2 separate regions of the Zea mays genome follow, and region 2 is linked to region 1. Evidence: chromatin contacts called from public Hi-C data. All regions are on one chromosome and are shown on one strand. Each heading gives the region's core, a stretch centred on a gene start, on an enhancer-like site or on the middle of the called end of the contact. The rest is flanking DNA. Distances are from core to core; before and after follow the strand shown. Region 1 holds the start of LOC100276491. Region 2 holds the start of LOC103625860 (mitogen-activated protein kinase kinase kinase 5).

Region 1 (3,513 bases), core at 408-2,907:
ATTAGATGTATGTTTTCAATATAATTATGTGTTTATGTCAACAAAAATTATGTACTCCCTCCATCCTAAAACAATAGTCGTTTTAACTCTTAGTTTTTATGTTTATATTCAAATGGACAATGATGAATCTAGACATATGCAAAACATATGCATCAAGAATTGTATGAATCCACTAATTCTCTAAAACGACTATTGTTTTTTGGGACCGGAGGAAGTAAAAGAAATTTTGATGTGGAGCTACTGTGACTGTAGATTAATAATAAAGATCATGTATTAAAGCATTGAGATAGATAAAGAATGATGATAGACCTATGTGGTGTTGGAAGCAACGCATGCTACACCATTTTAAGGATTAGAAGAAGCTGGCAGGTCCCATGGAGACTAGAAGCTATTATCCTTCTAATCTGGTGCATTTGGAAAAGTAGAAATAATTGGGTGTTTAATGAGATCCCGCCCATGGTGGATGAATGTCGGGAAATGTTCAAAACAGAATTGCGTCTACTGTGTCACTGAGTCAAACTAGAGATAGGGGATAAAATTAGGACCTAGATTCAGTGCTATGTATTGTAATTTTTAGTTTACTTCCCTGTAATTGTTTTTCTATTTTTTATTTTGACTAAGCAATAAAAATACTGTAGGCCCTCCCTACAGTAATTTAAGCTTAAGAAAATCTTGTCTTTTTCATGGTCCTGCCACTTAGGGCCTGTTTGGGAATGCATTTTTGAAATACTGTAGTTTTGAGATACCATAGTTTACAATTGTACATGTCAAAAATACTACGGTATTGCTTTACCATAGTAAAACTACAGTATTGCTCAAAACCGAGATCTGTTTGGTTATATTGGAAAAACAAAGTATATGTAGAGAGAAAAGAAGAAAACCGAGGTCATGAGTGGAGTTTCGAAAACTCCAAAAATACCACAGTTTTGGGTAAACCATGGTATTTAAAACTGAGTTTTGACTATACAAACCAAACACCTTTTGAGCTCAAATACTATAGTATCATCAAATACCATAGTATTGTTTCAAAACTGCAAAAATACTACGATTCCAAACAGAGCCTTAGGGCCTGTTTGGGAATGTAGTTTTGAAATACTGTAGTTTTGAGATACCATAGTTTACAATTGTACATGACAAAAATACTACGGTATTGCTTTACCACAGTAAAACTACAGTATTGTTCAAAACCGAGATCTGTTTGGTTCTATTGGAAAAACAAAGTATATGTAGAGAGAAGAGAAGAAAACCGAGGTCATGAGTGGAGTTTCAAAAACTCCAAAAATACCACAGTTTTGCGTAAACCATGATATTTAAAACTGAGTTTTGACTATACAAACCAAACACCTTTTGAGCTCCAATACTATAGTATCATCAAATACCATAGTATTGTTTCAAAACTGCAAAAATACTACGATTCCAAACAGGACCTTAGTGTGTACGTTGGAGCTTTTGCGTCGAGGAATTTCGGTGCCAATCTCTCGTGCGTTGAGAGTCAGTGCACGCACCGAGGAGACATGGTCCCAATCAGCAATGTACAGCTATATAACACGTTCCCAATTGTCGCTGCTTCTGCAAAAGGCCAGCGGCGGCTCGGCCCAACTGCGCGAAAGGCCGTTTTGGGCTTGTTTGTCTTCCAAACAAGCCTGCCAGACGACCCGAGCATTTTATCAATCTCGCTCACCGGGCTCACACGTCAGCCTGTGCTTACGGCGTATACCACGAGCGCACCAACCACCACCACCATCCTCATCCTTCGCGAGGAGATCCCTTCGTCGGGGAAGAGAACCCGCCAGGAGACCTACCCTTCCTCAATCCTCCGACCCTCCATGGCCTCCTCCTCCCTGGCCCTCCCTCCAATCTCTCTCCTCCTCGCGCTGCTGCTCCTCTCCGCCCCCTCGCCGTCCGCCTGCGCCTCGCTTTCCTTCCTCACCGCCTCCTCCAACGGCTCCGCCTCCACCTCCGCCGACCCGGAGCTGGAGGACCTGGCCCCGGAGCCCACCTTCCTCGAGGAGGTCATCGACGCCGTCTCGGAGAAGTACGACTGGGATCCGGACGCCGAGGTCAGGGTCTGGCCGCTCGACGCCGGCGCCGTCCGCGTCGGCTCCGTGCAGCGGTACGAGTTCCGGGCGCGGGCGGGCGGGTCGGCGGCGCTGGCGCGGTTCTCCGACGAGGCCGTGGAGTGGAGACTCCCCTCCGCGCCGGCCGTCGAGGAGGTGGATGGGCCGGACGGGGTCGACGTCGTCCCCGCCGAAGGCGCGTTCGGGTTCGACACCGGCGTCAGGGACGTGGAGCTGGTTGGGCCGGTGGAGCTCAAGCTTGCTGGCAACCAGGACGGTAGCCTCGTCGAGCTCCAGTTACCTTCGGTGAGTGGATTGACTTTGACCTGTCGCTGTTCCCGATTTTGCATCCGATCCCGATCGGTTGCTTGCATGTTAGTTTTCGAGTAAAGGTTGGTGTAAAAGCTGTGTTAGCTCAAAGCTTTGATGGTTATGGTTCAACAGCTGAGTTGATTTAGCAGCAGCTATTACTGTTGAAGTATATCTGAACCTGTATATCCCCCACCCCAGTATTTAGTGTTGCTGATGACTTTATATTGTTTGTTTGTAGTAGTTGAATGTTAAATCAGTACGGACCCTTGTTTAGTTTGTTTTGTGTGTTCAACTTGTAGTGACACTTGGATAGCTTTGCCCAATTTTTTTATGCCATTGCGCATTGGTATGGTATTGTGTAGAATCAGAATTCAGCTTGATTCAAGGTGCTATTCTAACTTGTCTAAATTGGGGATATTAAGTAACGGACCATTGATGGTGAAGGTTAAGCATAGTGTAATAGATTGTGTTCATTTAAGTTTCAGTAGGTAATCATTGGTGCATGCTATATGGAAATTTGTCATTAATGAATACAGATAGATGGCAGTATTTGTAGATATTCAAATTAGGATGCTTCTGCCTTTTTTGTCCTCATTTTACTGATGCAAGTTTAGATAGATGGTGGTTTTCTTAGATAGAAGTGGATGTAACTTTCTGATTGTTTAAATTGGAACAAATGTAGCTCAATAAAAAAAACAAGATGGAACGACTGGTGACACATAAAATAAATGCTGTTTTTCTGGCTTGTCATGTACTGTGAGTATTGCTGGCTTTGCTGACTATAATGGAGAAGAGCATGAATAGGATAACAGGACATGGAGATCTGCTTTGGTTATGGAGTGAAGCCTATGGTTCTTTTTGGAGGGGTTTAAGTATTGCTGCAATGATCTTGCTATTATGTTTAGTCCCTTCCATTACCTGTTAAGAACTTCACGGTATTATTAATGCATAAAGCCATACAGGGGCAGAGGACCCACTGGCGGGGTATGACGCCCGCCATACATTGATTCCTCCTAAATAACCCTAGCGAATCACTTGACACTATCTCTTTTCTGCCATCCGGTGTCTTAGTTTACCATAGCTTTCTAGCGAAGCAACGAGAAAGAGAACAAACAGTTTTGGGCTATTATTTGGGCTTAAATGT
Region 2 (3,513 bases), core at 333-2,832, 360 kb before region 1:
AAACACCACGCCCTAGCCCCTAGCTGACTTATTTTCATCATGTCAATATTTAATCAATTCACAAAACGGTTGTTTGGATCCACTCATTTTGGAGGAATTGGAATCTAATTAATAGACTAGGCTATTTGGCTTGGAATTTGACATTCCACCACTTTCCAAAGTTCAGATATAAATCTATCTCAAATTCAAAGGGTGGGGGATGGAAATTGATTTTATATATCACCAAGCTATGTTTCTACCCTTCAACTTATAACACACTCTTCAACTCGCTCCCCTATAGACTATAGTACGAATGTTGCACATAAATATCTCTCATATGGCCAACAATGGTATACAAATATATTCTGCTTAAAATCATATTAGCTTAATTGATCTATGCCTAAATTACGATTATTACAATGGAGTTCAATTCGAAGGATCTAAACAGGAAGAGTTAAGAATTCATGATTTGCATCTTTTAGGAATATTATATGTGCAAATCAATAATGAAAGCATCGCGTGCAAAAATCATGATAACTCAATATACACAACAAATATAATTTTACGATGCATCATCCTAATATGACCTGATGGCTGATGTCATGGTCTCCCAATAAACCCTTAGCTAGTAACACCCTACAACTAACTCAAGTTGCTAAATCACAATTCAACTCGTGTATATGTATATCCAATCCCTGAACCATGGTATCCATATCTTCAAAATCACCATACTCTGCAGCCAAGGATACATCGCTGAACCATAGGCACCATAAAAACTGTTGCCATTCTCTGCAAGATACTCTACCCGCCTAACTGCCTAAGTGTTTAACACCTCAATGGTGACACAATACAAGTAAATGGTGTTATCCTTTTTGAAATGTAAATATTGGTAGTAAATAGAAATCATAGCCCGACTCTGGAATCCTCAAGCTGTGAGGGTGATATCCTTGCAGACAATATAATCTACTTGAATAATAAATGGCAATAAAACATAACGTTTACAAGTATAGTACGAATTAATCACCTCCGTGCGAGTAACGCCGTCATCCTTTCGCTCCCAGTCTCTAAAACCCCGGGAGCGTCCGCTGCAGGCCCGTTCCACTCCCCGTCGAGCATCCTTGGCGCCGGTGACCGAAGCAACCTCCCAGGACCCCGGCACGTCGATTCCCCCTCGACTGGAAGGGGCAGCGGATGCGGCAGCAGCACGGGGGTCGACGAGGGTCTCGCCGGCGCCACCTCCATGTTACTCGGAGACTTCGAGATCGGCGTGGAGCTCACGGTCGCAAGCCCAAACCCCGCCGCCGCGTCCCTCCTCACCGGAGAGTCCACGCCGAGCGCGGATACCCCGACCTCGAGGTCATCGACGACGTAGCGCATCCACCGGGCTCTGATCAGCCGCGGCTGCGGTTCGCTGCTGCCCCCGCTGCCATCACGGCGGGAGCTAGGGCCGCTGCCCCAACCGAATATGGGACGGAGGGTGGAAGCGCGGGCGGGGGAAGCGGGCATGGATGATGAGGAGAGGGAGGGGGAGGAGTAGCGCTTCCACCAGCACATCGGGAAGTCGCTAATGGGTAGAAGAGGGAAACGTTAGTGATCATGAGGTGGCGGAGATGGTGTCGCGGAGGGAGGGAAGACCCCCCGCCGTTTTGTCTTTTTCTCACTGGTGTCTCGGGCGGGAGTCGGGGTTGGTTAGTTCTTAGTTGTTTTTTTTGGGAGACCAGCTCCGTCTTGGAGGCTATCGGCGGGATTAGACTGTCTCCAGCAACGTATTACATATACATCATCTATATCTATCCTTTACAGTCTTCTTTAAAAATTTTATCTCCTATATCTACTTTCTCTCCAACAACGTCCTCTAAATCACGTCCTCCATATGTAAATACCTATATTAAAGACATTTTTAATTTTTTAATTTTTGTACATACGTATTTGTCATACTCTCAAATGTATTATACATATTTTAGTTTTATTAAACCGGTTGTTTAAAGTATTCAAATAGATAGAGAACCGTTTAGAGAAACTCTACATATAGAGGATCCAACAGTGTTCTCTAAATTTAGAGGACCGTTTAGAGAACGTTGCTGGAGGGAGTAGAGGACGTTCTCATCCTCTAAATTTAGGGTACAGGACCCTTTAGAGCTTTTGTTGGAGCTAGTCTTACAGTGGATACGAGTATGGATAAATAACTACGGATAATTATTTATTGAATATAGTTATGGTAAAATTTGGTATCCGTGTGTACAATTATGAATAATAAGATAACTGTGGATATTTTTTTTTGCGAGTACGGATATCCAGTATTCATACCCATTACCTAATGGATATTTGACATGTGGGTCATCCAGATTTAATATATTAACCTAATTTCTAATTTTCAATTTTTATCTGTGGCATGTTGATTGATGCTAAAATTATTATTTGATGATGATGTAATGATAATTGTTTTTGAAATGTGATAAAATTGTTGTTCGATGTTGAATGCTAAAATTGTAATGGGCGGGCGGGCAACAGATATCTACTGGATAACGGATACCCGACGAGTACGGGTATGAGTAGAGATCCATACCCACGAATGTTTATAGGTATAAATATGAATTGAGTTTTGTCTAGCGGGTATAGGTTCGTGAACTATATATCCACATACTATCTGCCTATCTACCCGATTGCCATCCCTATTCGTTGGCCACGCGATTTTGGCGAAAGGAGTCCAGCGAGTCAATGCCGCTGGGATGCACAGTGCACACACATCACGTAGTATGCATATGCACTGTACTTGGCTTCCTTCCCGTTTCGTTTTTCTCTATGCAACTTTTCCCTTCGTCCTTTTTTTTGGAACACCGCTTTCCCGATTCCAATTTTTCAAAGAAAAATTAGTTCATTTTACCTTGGGAAAATTGAATCCCTTGGAAAAACGATGTTCCTAAACTATCCCTTAAAAAAACTTTTGTTACTTTCTCAAATACAATACATGTCGTTGATAAAAGGCTCGTTTGGTATAGTGACGGCTTCAACTTCATCTGTCGTGAAACAATCCCAGACAGTGGCAGTGGCGGAGGACAAGAATTTTTTTTTGTATGGCTCTAAGCAACTACACCATGTGGGCGGAGGCTACAGGCCACAGGCGGAAGAGACCGGAAGGCGTCGGAGGCAGCCTTCCTGGATTTAGCTCTGCGTGATGCGACCGAGGCCGGTTGGCGGAAGAGGATGGGCAGAGGACAACATGCTATGGCTAGGACTGTCGGCCATGGACGGACGGCGGGCTGAACTGCTGAAGGTTTTTGATCGCAACGACCAGCCATGGTGGGTGTGAGAGGTTGGCTGCTGAGGGCTGTCGGCTGCTTGCGGTGGATTGGTGGAGTTGTGGTCTTGTAAGAATTAGGTCACATATCTGTTAATTTTGTTTTCAGACATGGTATGACTTAGCTATAATAAGCCATAATAGGTCATCTGCTCCTGATCTCAAAACGTGGATGCTAAAACAGTAGAGATCAAGGAGCATAGAGGAGCTAGAACTATGAAAATATGATATCATCT

What was found. A called contact is a pair of places that touch in the nucleus more often than the background predicts.
Region 2: a Hi-C map of ear shows a contact between it and region 1, with 2.1 times the contacts expected there. The contact joins the promoter of LOC103625860 here to the promoter of LOC100276491 in region 1. A contact is called at or near these places in 2 of 25 Hi-C or Micro-C datasets (ear and leaf).

What each region holds. Positions count from the first base shown.
Region 1 is chr5:6,374,318-6,377,830 of Zm-B73-REFERENCE-NAM-5.0, reverse strand. It overlaps LOC100276491, which reads left to right and starts at 1,657. Exons shown (of 2, transcript NM_001150265.2): 1 at 1,657-2,363. The coding sequence starts at 1,827.
Region 2 is chr5:6,731,934-6,735,446 of Zm-B73-REFERENCE-NAM-5.0, reverse strand. LOC103625860 (mitogen-activated protein kinase kinase kinase 5) reads right to left here and starts at 1,582. Exons shown (of 11, transcript XM_008646257.3): 1 at 1,004-1,582. The coding sequence starts at 1,533.